4 separate regions of the Sus scrofa genome follow, and regions 1, 3 and 4 are each linked to region 2. The links are chromatin contacts, called in public Hi-C and HiChIP or PLAC-seq maps. All regions are on one chromosome and are shown on one strand. The core of a region is the stretch at or near the end of the contact, and the rest is flanking DNA. Distances in the headings are between cores, read along the strand shown. Region 1 holds the start of NANS (N-acetylneuraminate synthase). Region 2 holds the start of TBC1D2 (TBC1 domain family member 2A). Region 3 holds the start of ANP32B (acidic leucine-rich nuclear phosphoprotein 32 family member B). Region 4 overlaps TRIM14 (tripartite motif-containing protein 14).

The links. A called contact is a pair of places that touch in the nucleus more often than the background predicts. HiChIP or PLAC-seq counts read pairs in DNA pulled down with a chosen protein or histone mark.
Region 1: a contact with region 2 is called in an H3K27ac HiChIP or PLAC-seq map of alveolar macrophages. The contact joins the promoter of NANS here to the promoter of TBC1D2 in region 2. A contact is called at or near these places in 8 of 47 Hi-C or Micro-C datasets (alveolar macrophages, blood, embryonic fibroblasts and 3 more) and 1 of 2 datasets of contacts at active chromatin or transcription factors (alveolar macrophages).
Region 3: a contact with region 2 is called in an H3K27ac HiChIP or PLAC-seq map of alveolar macrophages. The contact joins the promoter of ANP32B here to the promoter of TBC1D2 in region 2. A contact is called at or near these places in 1 of 5 promoter capture datasets (liver), 1 of 47 Hi-C or Micro-C datasets (heart right ventricle) and 1 of 2 datasets of contacts at active chromatin or transcription factors (alveolar macrophages).
Region 4: a contact with region 2 is called in a Hi-C map of fetal skeletal muscle, with 2.7 times the contacts expected there. The contact joins the enhancer-like site here to the promoter of TBC1D2 in region 2. A contact is called at or near these places in 1 of 5 promoter capture datasets (liver), 22 of 47 Hi-C or Micro-C datasets (alveolar macrophages, blood, embryonic fibroblasts and 13 more) and 2 of 2 datasets of contacts at active chromatin or transcription factors (alveolar macrophages and skeletal muscle).

The regions. Positions count from the first base shown.
Region 1 is chr1:239,880,577-239,883,276 of Sscrofa11.1, forward strand. NANS (N-acetylneuraminate synthase) reads left to right here and starts at 1,408. Exons shown (of 6, transcript NM_001185139.1): 1 at 1,408-1,539. The coding sequence starts at 1,408.
Region 2 is chr1:240,048,498-240,051,197 of Sscrofa11.1, forward strand. It overlaps TBC1D2 (TBC1 domain family member 2A), which reads right to left and starts at 1,430. Exons shown (of 16, transcript XM_021066519.1): 1 at 863-1,430. The coding sequence starts at 1,237.
Region 3 is chr1:239,840,777-239,843,476 of Sscrofa11.1, forward strand. ANP32B (acidic leucine-rich nuclear phosphoprotein 32 family member B) reads left to right here and starts at 1,286. Exons shown (of 7, transcript XM_021066477.1): 1 at 1,286-1,695. The coding sequence starts at 1,642.
Region 4 is chr1:239,917,868-239,920,585 of Sscrofa11.1, forward strand. TRIM14 (tripartite motif-containing protein 14) reads right to left here. Exons shown (of 6, transcript XM_003122031.4): 6 at 1-1,372. The coding sequence ends at 837. Among named protein-coding and RNA genes, the nearest start is that of TRIM14, 26 kb to the right of the region's middle. Within about 2 kb of position 1,399, at least 62 of the 83 cell types and tissues checked have an H3K27ac peak or open chromatin away from gene starts, as enhancers often do. A contact at or near this core is called in alveolar macrophages, embryonic fibroblasts, fetal liver and 7 more, where this site is marked.

The DNA.
Region 1 (2,700 bases), core at 158-2,657, 170 kb before region 2:
TGCTCTGGGCCTGTGACTCTGTGGGTCTCTCCTCCTCAGGACAAACCCTGGTTCTTTGTCCTTCCATGGCAGCAACACAAGGCTCAGTCCTCCATTGCTCATCCCTCTGCACCCTTTCCTCAGGAGTCTAACTTATCCTCGGGCTTTCCTCACTCTGAATGGCTCCCAGATCACTCTTTCCAGCCCTGACCTCTACTCTAAGCCTCAGACCTGTCTTGTGGACATTTTCACCTGCATGTTTATACCCACGTGTCCCAAAGCTACCCTTCTGCCCTTCCACCCAGAAGTGCCTCCTCCTCTCCGTTTTTAACATTGTTACTCTGCTCATTAGTTCTGGCAAGTGGAGCTGGGAATCAAGTGTTATTTTTTCCTTCAAACTGGTTATTTCTCAACTTTGTCTGCAACCCAGTATAATGCACTGCAAGGGCCTTAGGCTGGGAGGTAGTCCAGGGTCCTCATCGCAGCTCCACTCTGGTTTTCTGGATGGCTTTGGACAAGTCAATGGAACTTTTTGGACTTGCTGCCTCTCACATAATAGGACTGGCAACCACTTATTGAAAGCTTACTACAGGCCAGGTACTGTGATCAGTATCTCATCATCACTTGACCAAACTTGGAAGGTAGGGTCTATATAATTTTCCAATTTAAGAGAAAAAGGAAAATAATGTTCAGGGAGTTCCTGTCGCCGCTCAGCATAAACAAATCCGACTAGTATCCACGAGGATGCAGGTTCGATGCCTGTCCTTGCTCAGTGGGTTAAGGATCCAGCATTGCCTTAAGCTGTGGTGTAGGTCGCAGATGCAGCTTGGATGGTATTGTTGTGGCTGTGGTGTAGGCTGGCAGCTATAGCTCTGATTCATCCCTAGCCTGGGAACCTCCATATGCCGCGGGTGCGGCCCTAAAAAGACAACAATAATAATAATAATAATGCTCAGAAAGACTAGGTATTCATGATAAAGAGTTGGTTAGTGGCAGGAGCTGGACTCCAACCAGCTCTGTTAATTCCAACCCCTGAATCCGTTTTTTTCCATTACACCGTAGGGCGGACTCTCTCCACGCCCAAGGCAGCCGTCAGCCTCCTTACAGGAATGTTTGCTCAAGGGTGCATGCAGGGACCCCATCGCTGTCAGGGATTGCGCCTCCTGCCCATGAGTCACACGCCGAACTCAATAGAACAGCGCTAGGCTTTCTCTTCCTGTGGCACGTCTCTCCCAGCGGGTGGCTCCGCCCCCTGACTTGATTGGCTGTCGGGAACGAGGCAGAGCTCGTTGATTGGCTGCGTGGCGGCCGCTGGCTGACGTGGCGGGGCCTCCGAGTGGGCCCAGCTAGGCTGCAGACTGAACAGAAGGGAGGTGGCGGCGGCGGTAACTAGGCGGGTGGTGCCGCACGAGAGCACAAGCCGCTGCCATGCCGCTGGAGCTGGAGCTGTGTCCCGGACGCTGGGTGGGCGGGCAGCACCCATGCTTCATCATTGCGGAGATAGGCCAGAACCACCAGGGCGACCTGGATGTGGCCAAGCGCATGATCCGTATGGCCAAGGTGAGGGGAGCGTCTAGAGGACCAGGGCGCAGGGTGCCGAGAGAGGGCGGGGCCTGGGGAAGAGTGGCCTGGGCATGGGTGGGCGGGGCTGCGGACCCCGGGACCGTCCTCCTTCTTTCTGCCACTTGGTGCCCTGCACCCGGCCTGGCGACTTCCAAATGTTTCGAATCTTCATCTTTCTGCTACCCTCCTGATTTGTTTGCATTGCTGCAATTGACCCCTAACCTGGCCTCTCTCGCCCTCTTCTGGTGGCAGAATAATCTTCCCGAAAAACAGATTTAATCAGGTCGTACCCTCACCTGACACCCTCAGAAGCTACCCACTATTCATGGGTAGAGTTGAAACCCTTTAACATAGCCTTCAAGACCTTAATGTCTTGGACCCTTCTTTCCTATCATTTTTCACCTCGGACGTCTTTCAGCGACAGTGAATTACTTTTAGAAAGTTCCTGGAAGTTGCTGCAAGTGTTGCTCACCTGCCATCCCTTATACTTACCTCGTAGAATTGGGAGGCTCAAGTGAGATAACTCATGAAAATCTCTTAGCACAGTACTTGGCAAATAGGACTCAATGAATGCTAGCTATTAGTGATAAGATGTTAATAAACATTCATGCTCCCCCTTCTCTTGGATCCTTTCTGTCCAACCCCCCTCCCCCCATAAAGCTGGTCTCCTGTGATTGTTCCCGTTGATTTGCCTGTTCTTGTCTATTCAAACTTTTCTCTCTGTTGGACCGTGAGCCCTCTGAGGGACGGGGCGGGGGAGGGGGGTGTTGTCATGTTGTTTGTTGTGACCCCAGCCCCAGTATGAGGTCTGTGCTGTGATTCCTTGATTTAGAGGTGGCTCACTCCATCTTTCTTTTTTTTTTTTTTTTTTTTTTTTTTTTTGGTCTTTTTGCTATTTCTTTGGGCCGCTTCTGCGGCATGTGGAGGTTCCCAGGCTAGGGGTTGAATCGGAGCTGTAGCCACCGGCCTATGCCAGAGCCACAGCAACTCGGGATCCGAGCCGCGTCTGCAACCTACACCACAGCTCACGGCAACGCCGGATCGTTAACCCACTGAGCAAGGGCAGGGACGGAACCCGCAACCTCATGGTTCCTAGTCGGATTCGTTAACCACTGCGCCACGACGGGAACTCCTCTTTTTTCTTTTTAAGGGCCACAG
Region 2 (2,700 bases), core at 180-2,679:
CCGGGCAGCTGCAGCGAGGTGTAATTCACAGTGTGACTATGATGGATTGGATCCCTGGATGGGGAACTTCCATATGTGGGGGGGGGGGCATTAAAATTAAAAAGAAAACTTTTTTAAAAGTTAAGAAATAAAAAGAAACGTGATTCAGAAGTCATGCCTTGAGAGAGGGCAGCAAAGCTCATATCTTGATTATACTTCAACCCGAAGTAAAAAAGTTAAGGCAACTGCATTATTAGCCACACCCAAAAGTAAAAGTTTTGATCAAGTGCTGAGAGGTAGAAAACCCACGGGATTCCAAGTGTGGGCTACACCACTTTTTAGTTGTGTGACCTTGGACCAGTCACTTCATCTCTTTATGACTCAATTTTTTTTTTTTTTTTTTTTTTTTTTTGTCTTTTTGCCTTTTCTAGGGCCGCTCCCGCGGCATATGGAGGTCCCCAGGATAGGGGTCTAATAAGGAGCTGTAGCCACCCGCCTACACCAGAGGCACAGCAACGCCGGATCCGAGCCGCGTCTGCGACCTACACCACAGCTCACGCAACGCTGGATCCTCAACCCCCTGAGCAAGGCCAAGGATTGAACCCGCAACCTCATGGTTCCCAGTCGGATTTGTTAACCACTGCGCCACAACGGGAACTCCTATGACTCAATTACTTGATCCGTAATATGCGTATATCATGTGGGCCTTTGTTATGGGAACACAATGAGGAAATGAGTGTGAATGCCCTTTGTAAAGCACAAGACCCTGTGAACCCAGGGTTCACAGGGGTGTTTGGGGTCGGTGATTATAGTTACAGTAAGTTTATTGTGACCACTCACTTGCACCCCGCTGTGCTGAAAAGGAGAAAATTGCATCATTTACCTTCAAGGTAATAGTCCGGCTGGGGGTCTTGATTTCGAAAGTCCCCTCCTCGGCGTCCGCCTTGCAGTCAAATACCGCACAGGAGAGGTCGATGCTGTCCAAGGGGTTTGCATCCTGTGCGGTCCGCGAATAATACAGGTGACATTTTCTCTCGTCGTAGAAAAACCAGCGGGATTTCCAACCCCGGATGGGCCTTTTGCCTCCCAACTTGCTTAAATATCCACAAAGTTTCTTGGGGGCCGCCTCCAGAGGTCGGGTGCAGACCGTCGATTCCTCTGGAGGCAACACCTGGGAGCCCCTGGCCAAGCTGGCAGGCTCTTCGGACACGGGGGCAGAGGAGCTAGACTCCGCGGGGTTCTCCTGGGCGTCCTCCATCGCCACTAGGGACTGCGGAGGAGCTGGATGTCCACTGCCCAACTCCGGCCAAATCTCGGAGATTCAGGGGATACCTTCAAGACGGAGATAACTGGACGAGGGCGGGGCCTTTAGTGACCCGCCTCCAAGAGACGACGGAGGGACGCAGCTCCCTGCGTTGCGTGCACTTCATTGATCTAAAACCCAGTACCTGAGGGTGGCCACGCCCATCCGGACCCCTCCGTATCTAGGACAGGCCTCGACACGCCCCCTGCCGGCTCCTCCCACACTGCTAACTTCCGACTTTTCTTCGCTCCTCTCCGCCATATTTACTGAGGGCAGCCGCGAGCGTGGGGCGGTCCTCGGATTGAAGGCGTGGTGTCCCTGAATTTGGTTAACCAGCGGAAGAGAGGCTGGAGGAGACGCCCTCCACAAATACCTTGTTCTGGTAACACGCGTAATAACGTAGAGGGACAGTCCCTTCTCCAGCTTTACGGGCCTCCCGCCTTTTCTCCCCAGGTGCCGCGCAGGTCCCCGTTGCGGGGCGCACGGCGCGTCCATTGGCTGAAGGGGACACCCGGCTGCGTGGCGACATTTCCGGCGCCGCTCAAAGCGCGCGTGCTTAGAGGGCTCTGCTGGTGGCCTATATACCCGTCAGCAGTTAAGCGACCCTGTGGTTCTCCCCTGACCGTGGCGGCCTCTCCTTCCTCGGTCCCAGTTCCCGCTCGCCTCTTTCCTGAGCTACTCGAGTTATATGGGCGCCCGGCCCGGCTTCTGCCCTTGCTGGAACCCAGTGCTTGGGACGGGTTTGGGCACAGTAAATTGTGGAATCAAATGTGTCTTTACTAACTTTCTCAACTTCTGTCCTCAGTCTGTCTGCCTCTTGTCCTTAAGTTTCCCCCCTTTACTCCTTTAGGCGCTTCCCTCCGCTTGGGCTATGGAGCCCATTTCCTACCACCTCTTGAGGAGCTTCACGGTTCTTCACTAGCCCTTTCTTAGCCCCTCTTTCTTTAGCTTCTCTCTCTTTGCCATCCTTAACAAAATCTTCCTTGTTTTGTTCCGGGCAAATTATACTCAAGGTCTGAGGTTGTCTTTTCTTAAAATTAACTTAACACAGGTTCACTGCAGAAATTATAATAATATTTTGTAAGTCCATAGCATATCTAAAAATGTCTCTTAATATGATAATAGAGAAATAACATTCTCCAAACCGATGATAGATTAATTATACTATTGTTAGGCAAACGGGGGAATGAAAGAAATAAAAGTCCAAATTTAGTTCAGGTGTACCCTTCTGTTACTGACAAGGGTTTTTGACCTCGTTAATACAAATTGATGAGAGGCCAGACAAATTTAGTCAAGGCTTTATTGGCACCGGTACTGCAGCAGGAGGTAGGAAAACAAGTAACAGCTGCCCTTGCTTGCTCCCTGAGGAGGTGGTGGGGATAAGGGTGAGTCTAGGGATCTGGTGGTCTGCCCCCTTG
Region 3 (2,700 bases), core at 36-2,535, 210 kb before region 2:
CTTCATCTCATAGTCTTGTGGTTCTCATAACCTTAGTTACAGACCTCGTGCGACATCCTGAAGAGCACTGCCCTCACCATTTCCCCATCACAAAAATGTCTGCTAAGACTAACATTTAAAATACAAGGGAACTACATACTAGAAAGTTTTTGCCTTTTTCCATAACCCTCCTGAAAATTTTCTGCTTTGACATTTTCATGCATCTGATATTTTAAAAATCGATATAGTTTTGTTTGCCACTAAATGAACTTAGGTGAAAGAGAGGAGTCTTAACTTTAAGAAAAACTTATGGTAATGCCATAGAGTTGTTTTTCTCTATTCCTAAATTGTTCTCAATCTTGGAGCTTCTTCTCTATACTAGAATTAAGATGGTATCTGATTTGACACGTGACTATGTACTTATTTTAAGATGAATGTAACTTCATATTACTCCCCAGAGGTCTGCAAAACCGACTTAGTGCTCTAACCCTGTCTCTCAGGGAGCTTTTTGAGGCAGCCCATGACAAAAGCTACCTGCCAAGCTTCCCCGAATTGGAGACCAACAAGAATCCACACACCTCAGAGGGGTGCCCTTAAAAATAAAGGAGATAAAAGTCTTGAGGAACCTCGGTAAACTTCGAGGCTCCATTAGAAATGCTAATTACTGCCTCCACTAGCCTATACTTAATGTTAGAAAACCCAGGGAGATTCTCCCGAACTCTGGAACGCTCGCATCTCTGCGGTTTGAGCAAGCGGCCGGGGCTACCCCGTCCCCATCGGTCTCAATGGCCGACTCCGCCAAGTGCCACGCGCTACAGCGCGGGCCGGCAGCGATTCTGCCCCCCAACGGGGGTCCTCACAGCACTTCCAGCCCCACTTGGCCAAGGAAACACAGGTCTCGTGCTGTTGGCCCCATGCTGTAGTTGGAGGGGAGCGGGAGGTGACCCCGAAAGCCCCGGTCCCGCGCTCTCAAGTCTGCCGCCTTCGCCGGTGTCGGGTTGGCCTGGCCGAGGCTCGGCGCGAGGGCTTGGCCTTAGAGAGCTCCCAAGACCGACCGCAAAGTCTCCCCGCAGCCCGCTCGGCCGACTTCCAAGCGCGGGCTGGAGACCTGTCTCCAGGCGCGTCGAGGAAAGACCCAAGGTCTCAGCTGGGGGACGGGCGGGGAAGCCCCCGAGGTGGGTCTTACATCAGCCACCCCACGTGCGACCGGAGGGCGGGAAGAAGCCACTCCTGTCCCCCGGGCTGCGCCTTTTCCCCCCCAGCCTCCGCCCCTCCCGCCGCGCCTCTCCCCGCCCCGTCCTTGGTGCACCGCGGCTGCCGAGCCGAGCGGCGCCGCGCGGGGCCGAGTCGAGCCGAGCAGCCACCCGCGCCGCGTCGCCGGTTTAAGCGCAGTGCGGAGCCGCGGCCGGGGGCGGCGGTAGTGAGACCAGCGCTGCGCTCCAGCCCCCTTTTCCCTCCATGGTTTCTCTCCGCTCCCGTGAGTAACTTGGCTCCGGGGGCTCCGCTCTCCTGCCCGCACGCCGCCAGCCGCCCCGGACCGCGCCGCCGGCCTCTGCCTCGAGCAGACCCCTTCCGACGGCCCTCGCTGCGCAGGCTGGGAGCCTCTCCCCCCTCCGCCCCCGTTGCGGAAAGTTAAGTTTGAAGAGGGGGGAAGAGGGAAACATGGACATGAAGAAGAGAATCCACCTGGAGCTGAGGAACCGGACCCCGGCAGCTGTAAGCAGAATCCCCTTCGGGCTCCCTCTCCCCCCGATGACTTGCATGTAATGGTGGCCACCTGCGGGGTCCCAGACGCGGGCTCGCCGACCCCGGCGCGGGCAAGAGCGCAGCTCGCGGGCTCGGACGGGAAAGGCGGGCGGGCAGGCGGGCGGGCGCGGAGGGGGGAGCGAGCGCGCGGGATTAACTCTTTGGCGCCCGCGGGCCCCTGCGGCCGTCCAGGGAAGGCGGTGGGGTGGGGGAAAGCAAACTTTGAGCTCTTCGCCCGCCGGGGTCCTTTCCCGAAGGAGCGCGTGTGCGTGTGGCCGGCGGCAAGAGAGGGAGGAGGGGGTTGTGTAACGCTGGGAGCCATGTTTGCAGCCTCCCGAGATGCGCGGCCGGGCGGAGGCCGGGCCTACGGAGGAGCCGCGCTGCCAGTCCGGACTGGGCCCGCTGCGGGCCAGGCCGGCCTCCGCGTGCCCCCGGCCGGCCCGGGAGGGGGCTCGGGCGGAGCAGGAGGCTCCTCCAGCCAGGTCTCGCGGTTGGCGCCGGTCCGGCCAGGACGGGAGCGGAAGGACGAACAGAGGGTTCTTTGCCTCCAAGGGGGACAGGAAGCCCCCTCGGGCGCCGGGGGGCTTGGGCGGGCGCGGCCTGGCGCGCGCGAGCTGGGGAGGGGCGAGCCCGGGTGGCGGAGGTGGCGCAACCGACGCCCCTCCCGAGGCCAAGTTTGAAAAAAGGAGTCGGTTCCCGCCATTTTTCAAGCCTAAAAATAAAACTTTGTCTACCTATCTCTCGCGCCCCTTTCGACCCCCAGGCCTTCCCCAGTCCCGGTCTCCAAATGCAGGCCGCGCTCGGCCCGAGCTAGCAGTTGTGGCGTAAGCGGCTTCTCCCTCCCCCCCGCGCCGCGGCGGCGGAGCCCGGGGGCCCCTGCCCGGGAGGTTGGCCCCTCGGTGTGGGCGGGCGGCGGCTCCTCGCGTCAGCCCAGGCGCGCCACAGGCCGACGCAGCGCCATGTTGGCGGGCACCC
Region 4 (2,718 bases), core at 149-2,648, 130 kb before region 2:
TGGGGCACTTAAGCCCAGGGAAGACAGGCAAAAGGAAGAAAAGGCTTTCCTCTATGTTTGTGTGACGGCAAGGGTGTAGAGGTGGAACTGTGTGACACACAGTTCTGACTGGAGGGTCTCTGAGAAGAGCAGTCGGAGCTAGGTGAGGATAAGTAGTTTGGGGCGGACTAGAAAAGCCTTGAATGCTAAGGTAAAGTGCTTTTTTTCTCCCCTATAGATCTTGGGAATCTTTTGATAGTTCTAAGAGGTTAAGTGAGGTTTCAGGCAAGTCACTCAGGCTGTAGGGTGGAGGATGCACAGGGAAAGGGGTTCAGACCTCCAGGTGTTAAGCCCTTGCAGCTGCTCCTAAGGGAGGTGACATGGACAGGCTGAAGTAGAATAAAGAGGAGGAAGCCGATCCAACTGAGGTTAAGGGATAGAAGAGTCTTAGCGACTCTCATTCATTCACACATTTATTGTGTGCCTACCATGTGCCAGGCGTTCTGGGTGCTGTAGGGGGGAGAATGATCTGGGGCTGAGCATAATGTATTCTGACATGGTCAGGATGATTAGGTCTCAACTATGGGTGTGTCCCTTCGGGAACCTGGACTAAAAGCAGTGTAGTATAAGTGCCCTGGTTATACGACCAGGGGAGGTTGGGTGAGAGAGCAGCAGCAGAGGACATGTGTTTAGGGCTTGTTTGAAACTAACCCATCTTGGAGAGGAACTGTTCAAAGCACAGGCCATGACTGGTGGGGGAGTGGAATGCATAGAGAGGAAGTAGACTAGCCACGTCTGGATCCGGTGAGACCAGAGCCTCGGAGAGGCAGGCACGCAGGTCACGCAGGTCTGGGCCATTAGGGCAGTCGGGGGATGCTGATGGCCCCTTCCCAGAGCCGCAGGGCCGGGTAGAGCGGCTCCTGGAAAGCAGCACGGAAGGTGTGCAGGTGGCTCATGCCGCCCGACACGTCGTAGAAAGCGAGGACGCCGGCCTCGTAGTCCAGGAAGACGCCGAGCCTGTCGGGATCGTCGCGGAGCCGCAGGCGGCTGCGCTGCCCGTCATGGAAGGCCCAGTACTCAAGGTCATAGCGTTTGAGGCACCAGGACTGGCGGTTGCAGCCCAGGCGGGCAGCAGCCGAGGCCCCGCGGCGCCGCAGGGAGCCGTAGGCCGCGCCCACCCACCAGCCGATGCCCGCCTCCTGTACATCCACTTCCCAGTAGTGGCGGCCGGCGGCGAAGCAGTCGCGGCCCAGCACTTGCCACAGCGAGTCGAAACACAGCGTAGGCGTAGGCCCCAGGCGGCCGAAGAGACCGCAGCGCACGGTCAAGCGGTCTGCGGAGAGGCGCAGGCGCGCGTGCATCGTGTCCGGCTCCAGCGTGGGCGTGCGCGCGTCTGCAGGGGCGGGGAAAACGGGCCACGCCTGGTGGGCGGGGCCGTATCCACGCCCCGCCCCCCCTGGAGACAGACCCTGCTAGCCCAGCACAGGTTCGCGGTAGAAAACTGGAAAACACGGAAGTCTCCCGTGGAAAGGTGGAAAGCCACCCTTTTAACCCCGATTGCCTCTGAACTGCGGCTACACGGGAAGGAGAGAACATTTGACTGCACACGCGTTGTGCCGCTTGAATTTTGCACCATAGAATTTGTTGCCAGTTTCTAAAAATTGAATTTAAAAAATCCTATCACCCTTTACACCTGATTGTAATATCCTTCCCTTTTTTTTTTTTTTTTACTTGCCCTTTAATAGTTTTCCTTAACATTGGTATCATACCATACAGGCTGTTGGGTAATCTGCTTTTTAAATTTACTGATGTATTTATGAACACTTTACCACATCAAATATTCTTTTATAAAAACATTTTAATGGTGACCTTAAGATTTTGATGTACAGGAGTTCCCGTGGTGGCGCAGTGGTTAACGAATCCGACTAGGAACCATGAGGTTGCGGGTTGGGTCCCTGGCCTTGCTCAGTGGGTTAAAGATCCGGCGTTGCCGTGAGCTGTGGTGTAGGTTGCAGACGCGGCTCAGATCCCGCGTTGCTGTGGCTCTGGCGTAGGCCGGTGGCTACAGCTCCGATTCGACCCCTGGCCTGGGAACCTCCATATGCCTCGGGAGCGGCCCAAGAAATAGCAACAACAACAACAAAAAAAAAAAAAAAAGAAAAGATTTTGATGTACAGATGAACTATAATTTAACCCAGCCCCTCTCCCACCTTTAGAAAATATTTAGGCCTTCAAAAAAGCTTTTGAGAACACTAATACGAATGCATCTTTATGTATCTCATTATTTATGTAGGATATGTTCCTAAATGATGAATTGCTGGGGAGCTCCTGTCATGGCTCAGCAGTAACAAACCCAACTAGTGTCCATGAGGACTCGGGTCCATCCCTGGCTTCACTGTGGTGCAGGTCACAGCCTCAGCTTGAATCCCATGTGACTGTGGCATAGGCTGGCCGCTACAGAGTCAGTTGGGATGGTTGTGTTTTTAAGGCCTCTGGTAAATATTGCTGAATTGTCTTCCATAACAGTGGCAATGATTTAAACTCCCAATAACAGTTCTTGTTGCATTATACACATATGTAGACATGCAATTAAAGAAAAGTCTAGGTCTTAAGGCATATGGATGTTCAGCTTTAATAGAGACTCCCAGATGATCTTCTTGACAACACTGGAGTTTTCTGTAGAGAGTTTTTGTACATCTCTTGTTAGATTTAATCTGAGTTTTTAAAAAAGTGTTACTG